Linked DNA regions of Mus musculus: region 2 is linked to region 1. Evidence: chromatin contacts called from public HiChIP or PLAC-seq data. All regions are on one chromosome and are shown on one strand. The core of a region is the stretch at or near the end of the contact, and the rest is flanking DNA. Distances in the headings are between cores, read along the strand shown.

Region 1 (6,798 bases), core at 909-3,408:
AAGGGAAATAAATTGTTCTTGTTAAAAAGCAATGAAAGGGGAGAGGGTGGAATATCACATATACCCTGATGTCAGATGAGGCTCCTGGGTTAAAAGATGGGGGAAGAATAAGGAAAAAAAAAAGGCGGGGGGAGGGAGAGAGAGAAAAAAAAGAAGAAGGAAAAATTATTTGAAAAATGGTATGAAGAGATATAATTCCTTGTAAGGTAATTTACAATGCAGAAAAAAGTATATCAATAAAAGTTAAAGATCAGAACATTTTTGTACAAGACATCACCTAAAACAGTACCTGAGAGGTGTTGTGAATGGCTACCTAAAGAAGTTCTTTAAGGGCAGCAGACCAGGCCACCCTGAACGTGGGAAGGAGGGAGGAGTCAAGGGTTCTTGGCTACCCCATGAGAACCACGTTCAGCCAGTACAAAAACCCTTGCCAGAGTGCTGACAAAACACAAGGCGATGAGCCGGTGGCATGCAGCTTGCCTGCCTGACTCAACAAGCTTCCGGGCACATGACCAATATCATCACACTGGAGAAATGGGGAAAAGATCACAGCACAGACGCAAAGTACCTGTTGCATTTTCAGCCACAAGGGAAAGATCAGTAACACAGGAAGACGTGCTTTAAGTAGGAACTAATGTAGTGTACAGCAAAATGGGAGAGCTGAGAAACTCAGACAAAAATGAACTAAATGAACGAATGGGCCTCGAACCTAAGTGCTTCACTGAAGTAAAAATACTCAACAAAAGAAAAAAAAAAAAGTCAGTTTCATAATCCCCTAATATGGATTGCTACCTATTTTAAACATGTATTGCAGTCTTCTAGTATATGATTTTATATTTTTCATGACTATTTTAGAGTTGACACATATGTTATACAATATGGAGTAGACATGAGCAGCATGCACAAAAGCTCAGATAAATTCACCTACTAAGATCAGGGCTTGCGCTTAGATACAACTTTAAACTTCTATGGAAAACAAAGAAGTGGTGTTTTGATTGTAGTGTTTGTCACGTAATCGATATTGCCCAAGTAATACTTTACAGAGAAACGATAATCAGCTAATAAAAATGTCTTTTATCTGGAAAGCATTTGTTATAAAATGATATAAAAAACGTATAATCTGAAATTTTAACCCCCAAATTTAGTAGGGCTAGTAACATAGCAAGATTTTGAGATTTTGAAGATCAAATTTTAGCACCTGGAAATTTAATTAGTCATGCTAAATTCGTGTTCCTTGGGTTAACAGATTACATATAAATTATTAGTCATGAGCAGTAGCCAGGATGAAAGCACCAGTTAGTATATTTACATGTTTGAAATGTTACTTTCTACTAAAAACGAAGTGGATCTTTCTATAAATTTAGGTAATCTGTTAAATCTGTAGTGAGCCTTCAGCTGACAGGTTTAAGTAGTGAAAGCTGACATTTACAAAACCTTACAAGTGTATTTGAGAGTCAGCCCTTAAAGTGTTCCTGGAAGGTTTTTTCTTGTTTGTTTGTTTTGTGTTGTTTTTTTTTTTAATTTTTTTCACTTTTTATTTTTTTCTTGTTCTTTTTATTGTTTTGCAAAAATATATATGTAAGGTAAAATACGTTTGAAAATGAAAATATATGTTCACAAACACTGTCACTGCCGGGCTGGAAATGTTCTTTTAACTGTTTGCTGAAGAACTTTGGGCTTTTAATGTGTATAATAAATCATGGGTTTTCCTCTTATATATGACCAGCAGGGACTTTTGAGAAGTTGTCAAGACCTGTAAAATCTCTAGGACTTAAATAAGGGTTGAAATGCAGGGTGTAAGGGGCAGGAGTGGTGGTAGTCAGTTATTTAGCTATTGTAAGCACTCTTTTGATTTTCATAGTTTATATAGGGATTATTTTGTTTCCTAACAATGTTTTTTTTACGACGTTTTATGGTTGTACTATTTTCACAAAATTGCAGGTACACTTGGTTCCAATACCATTTCGTTAGAATACTTACTATACACAATGTTTAGTACCGTAAAACTTTTTAAAGAAAAAAAAAAAAAAGTCCACGATAGAGAACGAAAACAAAACAAAACAAACTAACCAAAACAAAACACCAAATGTTAAAGTCCGGGATAGTGCAAACTAACTCGCTCATTTTCTATTACTGACCCTCCCCGCCCCGCCCCTCCTTCTCTCCTGAAGCCTGCCTGCAATGGTGGAGGAAGACCCACAACCCTCTCTGAAGAAGTCACCGCTGCTTTTGTGCGAGCAGATGTCAGCCTGGGAAGCCTGGCCAGAGCCAGATCAAGTTGCTGCTGCCAGCTCTCGCGAGCTTTGTCTGGAAGAGTTGACTGAAATGTCAGAGTCCTGCAATTCACAGGCAGGGCGGCAGCTGCATCCCGCGCGTCCCCAAAGCATTGCAAGATTGCCACTTTGCAAACTTCCTCATCCTTTGCTGCAGTAATTCCGGTGAGTTGCTCTGATTTTTACAGATCTTGTGCTGAAGTTCCAGTGAAGATCGACTGAGGCAAGAAGGGAAGGAGATTTTTTTTTTTTTTCTCACGTGTTTGTGGTGCTCCCTTGGGACTAGTCCCTGACAAGGGAACAGGACAGAAGAGCCAGGCGAGAAGCCACTACCTCGGGGCTTTCTCTTATTCCGGAAGACACAAAGTTAATCCCTTTTTCTCTTGAGGACCGAGTGAATTTGTTATACATTGACCGAATAGGCATAGCACCTGTGGAGTCTCTTACATTTGTATGCATGTATGTATGTATGTATGAATGTATGTATTCCCTTTCTATGGAGACTTATTTTAGGCTAGGTTACCCTTTAATGCAGAGGTTAGTCAACCTCTTAACAGAAGTACTTATTTGAGCACACATGATAGTTTTCAATATCTTCTATTTTGCAATCACGTAGATTAATTTTCTCTTATTACTTAACAGGGCACTTTTACCAAGCAACACTTTGTCCCCTGAAACTTTCACAACATCCACTGGCATGCAGAAATCGAAAACTCCTTCTATGTCCAAGAAAATATATTCTCTAATTTAATTTACAAATACTTCCTTATCCATGATTGGCCAACTTTGAGTGTTTAAACCGGACAAAATTATCTTATGCTACCGTTATTTTTATAGGAATAGTATAAAAATGGGAAGTTTTGTCTCATCCTAGAATCCTGGAAATCTACCATTATTTTATAACATCAGCCTCAGTTTAGTCATTGACTATAAGATTTATAGGAACAGAAAAAAAAATTGAAAGACACACAAAATCATTTTATTAGGTTTCTATGTGATATATATATATATATTTCCCTAAGCAGGTATTCTGCATCTGAATGAATGTGTTCCAATGAGCAGGTACAATGCTTCATTAATATAAAATATAGAATATTTATAACAAACATGACTATAATTCACTTTCACAAAAGTCATATTGTTTGAAGACAGGAGGCTTTTAAAGATAACTGAATGAATTGAATTGTAAGTCTGGGGTTTTTATCGACAAAATACCATTACCTTCAGATGGCAAATAAACGCCTAGCCACATTTACAAAGACATGCTTTGTTCCTTTTGAGTGTTATTTTTGTTGATGTACAATATTCTACATCTTGAATTATAAGAAGAAATCTGAAGCTGTTTCCATATCATATTTTTATTAAAAAGTAAACCAAGAAAAATTTTAGAGGATATATGAATTTATTCTCCTCTATAAATTTAGTCTTTGATTTGATTTCTTGGTCACAAGTGCTAATGCACTTTAAATTTCATCTTTGATTTGCTTTGATGGTTTTCCAACATCTGATTATTCTTAGTGAAACTGACTGACTGTCTTATCAAATCTGGAGGTCACCACCTTTGCCCTAAGCCAGGTTTGGTCACACAAGTCCTCATTAAATCTATTTAAAGAGCTAAACTAATAGTGGAGAGCAGAAAACGGGTTGTACTCAATGGATACACTGGGAAAAGATACAAAGCTTTGCCTCCATTGTCCATCTTCAGAGTCCTGAAGAAAGGATAAAGTTCAAGAATGTGCCCATCCAAGCAGCCTGTTCAAGGTATGTTCCCAGCAAGCCTTGACCCTTCATCGTCTAGACTTCCATCTCATCCTGTAAGGTGTTCTTACACGTTGTTAGAGCTGTATAGAATCTCCTTCAAGGACATAAGTTCCCTTCTGGTTTATGTTTTCATTTTGTGTCATTCGTTTTCTGGGGAAATCCCCATCTCTTTGAGACCCATTGTTTTGATAGTATGATTGTCAGACTGAGACAACCAAGTGTATCTTTAGAATTTCTTCCTTTCTCTGAGGCAACTACAGTCATAGAAATACAACAATAACAGACAGAATTTACCTTCCAAAAGAAACCCAAAAAAATCTAGTAATTTAATATTCAGGTTACTAATATGATCTTGTATCCACTGTGATTTTAGTCAAGAATAGACTACAGGTCCTAACAACTCATCTATTACCCTGATTTGCTTGGATGTCTTAGCAGACATTCAATCTGTGGAACATCAGAATATAGTCCTTTCATTAACATATTGCTTCAAATGTGTTTACTTAGCCTGAAACAGAACAGTAATTGATTGGGTAAAGAAACTGCTGTTTTAGTCAAATGGCATTCCAATGTTGCTTCTAGACCAGCCCAGTGCTAACTAGATAGCACTTTACCAACATGTTTTACAAACCTCCGTTTCCAAATAAGATCCACAGATATTAGTCATAGTTTAAAAACAAGAATGTACGATACCAAAAAACTGAAATTATGAGTATTTTTTGTTTTTGACATTTTCCTTTTTTTTTAATTATTTCTAGGATGGTTTATTATTTTAAATATGTGACAATTTTTTTTACAAATAAATGATGATAGCTTTTTTATATCAGCATTTTAACACACCCATATCTTAAAGAATGTATATTACTTTGTATATTTCCTCATAAAATTGGCTGGAGAATTTAGATTGTGAATTTGAGTTAAAAGTAAAAGAGGGGATAATGTGCCTTTTTATTTTAAAAGTTAAATTTTTTAAAAGATTAGAATTTATAATATATTAGCTGTAAAATTTGATATCAATCAACATTTGTTAAACTTGAATTTGTTATCCTAATTCCCTTTTTGTGGTTAATGTTTGGTTTTTAATTCTAGAACTTATTTTCTGTTGACTTAGGGATAAAAGCTCCCAATCCCTTCAAAATACTAACTACTACTTCAAGGTGTGAGCTTATCTACTTTAAGATTGCTGCATTTCATATGAAAATTTTCCTCATTTTTTTAATGATAAGCTAGAGGCATTTAATATTTTACTTTTTAGCAGTTACCAGTTACACCAGAATGTATGAGAGGCAAGGAAGTTTTTTATATTTTATATTATAATTGAAAACTTTCATTTTGAAATCTCTTTATTTCTGTTTTGATTGTTTAACTATGTGATAAAAACATGTTAAAATATGTCTTTGAGCCAGGCGTGGTTGGCGCATGCCTTTAAACCTAGCACTTGGGAGGCAGAGGCAGGCGGATTTCTGAGTTCGAGGCCAGCCTGGTCTACAGAGTGAGTTCCAGGACAGCCAGGGCTATACAGAGAAACCCTGTCTCGAAAAACAAAAAACAAACAAACAAACAAACAAAAATATGTCTTTGACAGAGAGGAACAGAATGGGCAAATGTCATGTTAAGTAAAGAATAGAATAATGGTAATTTATATATAACCAATTTATACTGTATCGAAGGTGGGAACATAGGGATCTTTTCATTAACACTGCAGATTCATCAATACGAAGAATAAATCTTCTCAGCAGGTAGGATGCAGGGAGGAACTGCATTAACATCTTTAAATAAATGAGTGCTCACTATGGTGGTTTCTAGTGTTACGTTGTACCTTACGCACAAGAAAAACTCATAGGTGTCATTATTGAGAACTTGATTCTTATTCATGTAAACAGTGCTCTGGAAATCCCAAAATAGGTACTAAATCACAGAAGAAAACATTGTACAAATATAGGCCATGTAGAAACACTGACTCTTTAGATGTGATGGTAGCTGCTATTGAATATTATGAAATTACCATCGTTGTTAAATGCATTCCCAGCAAATACAGGATGGAGGTAATTATGCTTACTTTACAAGAAACTGTTGAAGAAATGTTTGTGTGTTTGTGCAGTTGTGCACATGTTCATGTGTGTGTGTGTTTGTATGTTCACATGTGTGCTCAGGTATGCCCACATGGTATGTGGAGGTCAGAAGTTGATATAAACTGTCTTTCTTTGAGGACTTTCCACTTTTCTTTCCAAAAGGTTCGCCCAGAGACCCACTGCTCACAGATTCTGCATGACAGCCTAGTGACTAAGGCCCTAGGATCTCCTCCTGTCTCTGTCCCATGTGTTGGACCAGTGTCACAGAGAGGCATCACCATACCTGGCTTCTTTTACTCTGGTGCTGGGGATCAGAACACAGAACCTTGATATTATTATTTCATTTAGTTTTGTTATCATTACAAATTACCCTCACTGTGAGTGTAATACTTAAAAATAAATGCATCCAAATTATATTCATTGTGAGTATAATACTTAAATTATTAAAACATAATAGCATGATCTAATGATAAATTTCATTGATTTTAGCAAATACCCAATTTTATCAAAACAAAGAACATTTAAAAAAAAAACCTTTGATTTAATTTTAAAACCTAAATGTATTACCAGAGCAATCAACTTATTATTTTATTTGCATAAAACAAGTCTATTTTGGATAGACATAGATATCGATAAAATTACGCAGAGCTGTCAATAACTATGGGGTTCAAAAGTAAAGGTACGTTATGGTT
Region 2 (6,798 bases), core at 3,071-5,570, 1.4 Mb before region 1:
CAGGAAAAGTGAGGTCCATGGTTCCAATTTGGGGTTTACTATTCATTATCTGTATGATATTGGGCAGGTTGTCCAGTGAAATTTGATTCTTTTTTTTTTTGTACCTGAAACAGCGATGTGTGTGTGTGTGTGTGTGTGTGTGTGTGTGTGTGTATGTGTACAAATCCCAATTTTAAACCTGTAAAATTACAACTTGCCTTCTTTGTAATCTGTGTTATTTTCTATGTGGGAACTTGTTAGATGCTTTTCAAGATCTGGCATATCTGCTGTACATTTGAGTATACCAATTTGGTCCCCCCCCCCTTTTATTTGTGTATACCTTAGTTTTAAAAATTTCACCATAGGATGATGTGTAAATTTTTTCTATAAACTGATAAAAGTCAGCCATTGTAAATGCCAGGCAATGGAATTCCTCAACTGTATTTGCACATTTTGCTATGAGTCATCACTCCACATGCCACCGATACATAAGAAGAGATATAAAGGTGTCTCTGGAGATAAAGCAGAGTGTGGTTAATATCTTATTTCCAGGTTGCAGAGGTTTAGCATGCTAACACTTGAATTTATATTTCCTAAAAGGGGGAATGTTTTCCATAATTACATTTTGCTTTCTGTCTGTTGAAGGACAAGTGGATATCACTGGAAATCTGGAAATGTGAGCAAATTGCGTAACCTGTCAAGGATGACGTCACAAAGTAAAGGGAATCCCACCAAGGTAAGAAAGATGACATTTGCCAAACAGAAGGGCATGGAATATGTTTTCAGGCTTTCGTAGTCTCCCATGCCCAGGGATCCACTCCTCGTTCTTTAGTGACCTCATTTCAGGCTCCCTGTCCTTGGCTTACTATGAGGCGTTAATTACTCAGATATCCTTTGTCTTTCATACAGAAAGAAATTTATATACATAAAATATTTCAGAAGGTTTTTAAAAATTACTTTGAGGAGAAATTTTGTGTTATGCCTTTCTCTAAATTTCACACACAGCATTTCATTCATTTGCAGATTAAAGGATATAAAATACAATGGCATTGTTCTATATTACCAAGAATACTAATATTATATGATATAACAGATTGTAGGCTTCTGTCCTGACTTCATGTTATTTCTTATTTCCTTAATGTTGCTGTATTCCTCTTGAATAATAATAATTTATACACTCTTGGTCTCATGAATAAAGATGATCAAGGAAATATTTGCATGGCACTTCCGAAGCTACAGGTTTACTTTATCTCTGTTGTGCATTGTAAAATGTTACATTTATGATTGCAGGCAGGGAGGTGTCTTTATATAAGGAAAACTTTTTCTCTGGGCTTCTTTGGTACAGGATTCGTGACTTCGTGAATTTTAACTTGCACAGCATTTTATTTTTATATACCTATCATTAAACTTTCATTGGGTCATTTGGCACCTACAAATATCTTACTCGGCACTTCTGTACTTTTTGGCTTCTGAAAAAGCATTTCATTATACAATGCCATCCCTTTTGTGAGGGAGGCTTCTTTCATTTTGGGGTTAAAAATTTATAAGCCACTTTTAACTGGTCATTATCTTCCCACAGTACTGTCCTGTGTTGCATTTCAGATATTTTACTATAAATATGTTTTTAAAATGTGCTGTGAGCAGTTATAGTAGCTCATACTTGTCTTCCCATCACTCAAGAATTTGAAGCAGGGGGTCTGGCTTGAGCTTGAGGCCAGCCTTGGTTATGGTCTGAGACCCTGAGTCAAAAAGAAAAGAATGAAGCATAACAAAACAAAACTGAAGAGAACAGAAAAACTCCTAGTTTTGATTTCCAAACATATCTTCATGGACCTGTGTGCAATGGCCTTTGAAAAGCCCTGTTTTGAACTTTGAGTGGTTTAAGCCATGTTTTTAAGGAAGTCCTCATCTACCATAGTAAAAGCAAGGTACATCAAATATTTTTAGTAAGAATCAATATAAAACATTTGTAATAAATATTTTTGTATATGAATAGTGTATACATGCAAAATAATAGTTTGGCTAATGAATTTATATAGGGAAATATTTTAAGAATAAATAAAAATCTTTGTTTCCACAAACATCCTAATTACAAAAGAGGGCAAAAGTGGGAAGTGTGGGAGGTAGCTATCATAGAATTAGAGGCTGTGAAAGATGTAGAAGTTTCTGATCCTAGTCTTAGGTACGTGATGCATTTCAATTGATGAATAGGGTTCTCTTGCCCTGCAGAACTTGACCAGTAGGACTGAAATGATAAAAGAATGGTTTACAATGGTTTTTCTTGGCTATACACAGTTTTGACCATGAAATGCAGCAGAAATTAATAGACTTTGAACATGGACTTACTACGTATATACTTCTATTTATTTATGTTCATACCAATTTACAGCACATATGTTATAATATTAATTGTGGAATAAATAGAAGTAGAAATAGGTCTTTCTCTTCTACTTCCCAGTCACTTTGTGAGATGTCGGTATTATATGTGCCTGATGCTCTAGAGATCAGTGGGCCCAGAGGTGTAGAGGGTTACAGAGGCCCAGAGGTAATAGAAGGTTAGAAAAAGACCATAGATCTCATATGAAAGAAATCTGAATTGAAATGGAGATGGGAGAAGTGTAAAGAAAAATATTGCATCAAAATACAGTGAAAAAAGAATTAAGTAAAACATACAGGAGATTTACAGGATGTTTAGCGTAAGAGTAAGCCTGAAGGAAGAAGGAAGGAAAGTCTGTGGTATAAATTTAGGATTTTGTGTTCACTCACCTGTAAAGCTGAGTAAACATATCCCTACAAATTTATATAAGCGAGAGAGTTATGAAGACTTAAACCCAAGTCTGTGTGCAGTGTATGGTAACCCTCAAATTTAATATTTATTCAGTATATTAATCTGACTGTGGACTTCTCTTTGTTGAATTTTTACTGCAGCAGCCACCTCTATCTCTCACAAGATTCAGTTTATAATTGTGGCTTCACAGATGAAGTAATTTCCCATCAGAGAAGTAAACTGATTTGCTCAACGTCAAGCATCAGGTTGTTAGCCTTATTCTAAAATAATCTCCCAGTTTTCATCCAGTGAAGAGAGCCTGGATATAACAAAAGGGCAGGAATGGAGTCAAAGTCTTAGGATGTCATAAAAGCTTAAAGGGAGGGAGAGTTAGAACACATGGACATGCTAATGACATCCAAAGGGCTGTGTTATAACGAAACTTCAGTTCAGAGTCTGAGTTCTCAATGAGGCAATTTTGCTTCCCTGGAGACCTTTGGCAATGTCTGAAGTTTTTTTTTTTTTTTTTTTTTTTTGGTTGTTTTTGTTTTTGTTTTGTTTTGTTTTCCACTTTGACCATTAAGAGAGGTTTTCTACTTGTTCTGATGAAGTTGTATAATAGGGCAGGACCAGGAACAAAGCTGCTTCTGATCTTGCTACAACGCACTGCAGAGCCCCTTGGTGTCAACTGTGCTGATGGTGAGAAGCTCTCTATTGGCTTTATAAATTAAAATTCTCACTCATTTAGTCATTGTTGCACTCTTACACAACTCAACTCCTTTGAATTTCTGCTATGTGTTCATAAGACATTTGTAACATTTAGAGTTCTAAGCAAGGTAAGGGATGCTATACAGGAACCCACTTTGAATTGTTACAATGAATATTTTTGGAAAAGGAAAATATTAAAATATTGATCTGATAATGGCTAACTAATTGAACAATTAGTTTAACAAAAAATATTAAACTAATTGTTCAATTAGTTAGCCATTATCAGTTCAATGCAACAATATATTCCAAGTAGTGAAGACAAGAGCAAGAACACAGGAAGGTTCAATAGACTCAAGGGCAGAGTTAAGTTCTTTTGACTAAGTTGGTGGAGTGTCATCAGTTTATTGGCTGAGGAGTGGGATTGTGAGCAGGTCAGAAATTGAAGATGCAGATGACAGAATATGCCAGAGGTTGGGGCTGACATGTTTGAGAAGGTGGTTCATTAAAGACACCTTCACTGGGGAAGAGAGAATGCATTCCCCCTGGCAAGCAAAACAGAAGAAAATATAAAACAGGTGGAAGTAAACACAAATACTATAGCTTGGATCTGACAGGTGATACAGGCTTTCAACATCCTCACAGAGCAAAGGTGACAGCACTTGCTGTCAAGGGTGAAGCACAGGAAACAGGATGACAGAATTCTTGAGAGCAGAGGTTTGGAGTAGCAGCTATGGGCATCATGGCTGGGGTTGAGCAGCAAAGAATTGAACGGATGGCTGAGAAGGCCTATGTACCCTTGGGGGGGGGGTCATTCAGCATGGGTTTCCAGGAAACCCCCTAGCATTATTTCATCATAATAATAAGCAGAAAGGGAGAGCTGAGAGTCAAAGGAACAACGATCATGCTTGACACTGAGAACATCTGTGTTTGGGATTTTGAAGGCATGGACATTTAGAATGATGTCTAGCTGCAAGATTTGATTACAATGGTGGGGCAGCTAGAGGAACTTAGGGGCTGGAGTATTAGAGGATCTTCAGGGCTGGATGTCAGGTAAGGGGGGGCACTGAGGTATTTAGAGTTATTAATGATAAATGGATAGAGAGAAATACTGAGTAGATTTCTGATATTTAGTGGAGGAGGAACCTCGTGTACATTGACAACATAGAGAGAGCAGAGATCTTCGGTGGATGTGAATTGTTGAATGATGACACTGTAACAGTGCCCTGAGTAAAGAGTGCAGATCCTCCCCACCCCACCGCACTGCAGAGAGTGAAAGGGAGGAAATCAGGAACTAGTTGGCTTGGGAAAGTGGCTGATGGGAGAGTGCCTACTTAGCATGCAGGTAGCTCAGAGCTTCATTCCCAGCATCTCATAAATAGCCTGATGCCACTCATCCCATGTGAAATGGAGCATGTAGATCAGAAGGTCAGGGCAATCCTCAGCTACATAGTGAATTGGAGATCAGCCTGCCAAAAACAAAAGCAAGAACGAAACCCTCAACAAGGAACGAGTTTCTGTCGATTTATTTCGTGAGAAGCTGTGACCATCAAAGTGACCTTCACTTAATGTGAACTTCATGGTGAAACATTTTTAGGAGAGATATCAAGCACAAATAATTAAGTGAATTTTCACATAGGGTTGTATGGAACAGTAAGGGGGTTGCATATACAGATAGTAAGCAGAGATGACAAGTTTTCAGGAGGTGGGTTGAGCATAAATATCACTGAAAAGGTGCCTCCCGAGGGCAATTTGGATACATAAAAGCACTGGTGCCAGGTTGCAGGTATTTGTGATGCCTGCAGACCACAGACTATAGCTTAGTCTAACCCAATTGCTTAGTTGTTATGGATGGCAGAGCCAGTTAAACTGCGCTGGCTTTGGGAAGCTCTTGTTCAATGCCTTCTGGCGCAGCAATAAGTCCATTAAATTCTAGTTTCAGATATTCAGAAGCATGTAAACATGCATGTGAGCATCCGTATCCATCTAGTAATGCTACTTTATCACTCAATTATTTTTTCAAGCATAAAAATCAGATTTAATGACAAAATTCAATTAGACTGAAACTAGGAGTTTGTAGCTTATTCACTCAAATATTTTTTATGTAATTAGGATAATTTGAAGTAAATATGAATACATTTATAAAACAGACAAATATTACTCATAGTAATAAAATAAATTATAAAATTTCCCTAATAATTACTTTATTTCCTGACATAACTACTCTTCGTATGGAGCTCATAGCCAGGCTGATCTCATTGCAATTCAGTTGTATCATTAAGGTAATCATACTGGATAATTCGGTTATAAAAATTGAGGTTAAATTTATCTGTAACTTGTATAACACTGCCAACTTAAAAAAAAAGTGTGATTCATATAGAAGTTGATGATTTCAATTCTATTTTCCTTTCTGCTGTGTTTGGTAGAGAAAACATCTGAGCAGCTACTTCAAAGAATATGAACAATAAGTGCCTCATTGAAGCAAAACCACAGAGAATAATTAGGCCTAAATTTTCAAAGATGACTGCAGTTGGTGCAGCCATAGATATAGAGGCAGCCATTGTTCTCATATCTTCATGTACAAATTGGGCAATTGAGCATGCAAATTGCAAATTGAAAGCTGGGCATGAATCGGCAGTGTCTATGTAAATGCACACCGGCCTCTGTGTTCACTTGTGCACTTTACATTCTGGTTTTAATAAGACCCAGGCGAGAGTGCTCACTTATCAGGTTTCTTCTGCTGCCTACTATGTTAAAATCCAAAGGTTTTAAGGGATTGTTTATATTTAAATACCCAGTATTGGCATTTACTTCCTTGAGTATATTTAACTAATCACATAGACAATTTGGGGATCATAAATAATATGTATGACAAGTAAGGCCACAATGCTTAAATGTAGTTCTCTAAACTGTACAAGTTGGCTTCTGCAGTTATGTGAACAAAATGATTCAGTTGAAATTTAGTGTAGATTCAGTCTGTACAAATACCAGACTCTTGAGTTACAGAAGGAGGAAGGGAGCTCAAAACCTTTACAATATGAATGGTAATATTTTCTTAAAACCAATTCATGCTGACATATACTATTTTTTGTTATACTCAACCTATATAATTGCATTAAAATGGGCTTCTGAAACTTTATATAATAAGAAAAATATTCCTGGCATATTTTGAAAATTTTTATCTACAATCTGTGCATGGTGGCTCATGATTTTAATATCAGTTTATTTGGAAGGATCCTGAGTGAGAGGTTAACCTGGGCTACCTAGTGAGACCTTGTATCCAAAACAACAAAACCAAAAGTGATTTATATGTATTCTTTTTTAATGAAAATTTAAGTTACCATATG

The links. HiChIP or PLAC-seq counts read pairs in DNA pulled down with a chosen protein or histone mark.
Region 2: an H3K4me3 HiChIP or PLAC-seq map of stem cell-derived neural progenitor cells shows a contact between it and region 1, with 14 times the contacts expected there. The contact joins the promoter of Zbbx here to the promoter of Bche in region 1. A contact is called at or near these places in 15 of 39 promoter capture datasets (the 3T3-L1 cell line, 3T3-L1-derived adipocytes, the C10 cell line and 8 more) and 1 of 115 datasets of contacts at active chromatin or transcription factors (stem cell-derived neural progenitor cells).

What each region holds. Positions count from the first base shown.
Region 1 is chr3:73,703,775-73,710,572 of GRCm38.p6, reverse strand. Bche (butyrylcholinesterase) reads left to right here and starts at 2,158. Exons shown (of 4, transcript NM_009738.3): 1 at 2,158-2,438.
Region 2 is chr3:75,141,294-75,148,091 of GRCm38.p6, reverse strand. Zbbx (zinc finger, B-box domain containing) reads left to right here and starts at 4,320. Exons shown (of 17, transcript NM_001310529.1): 1 at 4,320-4,504.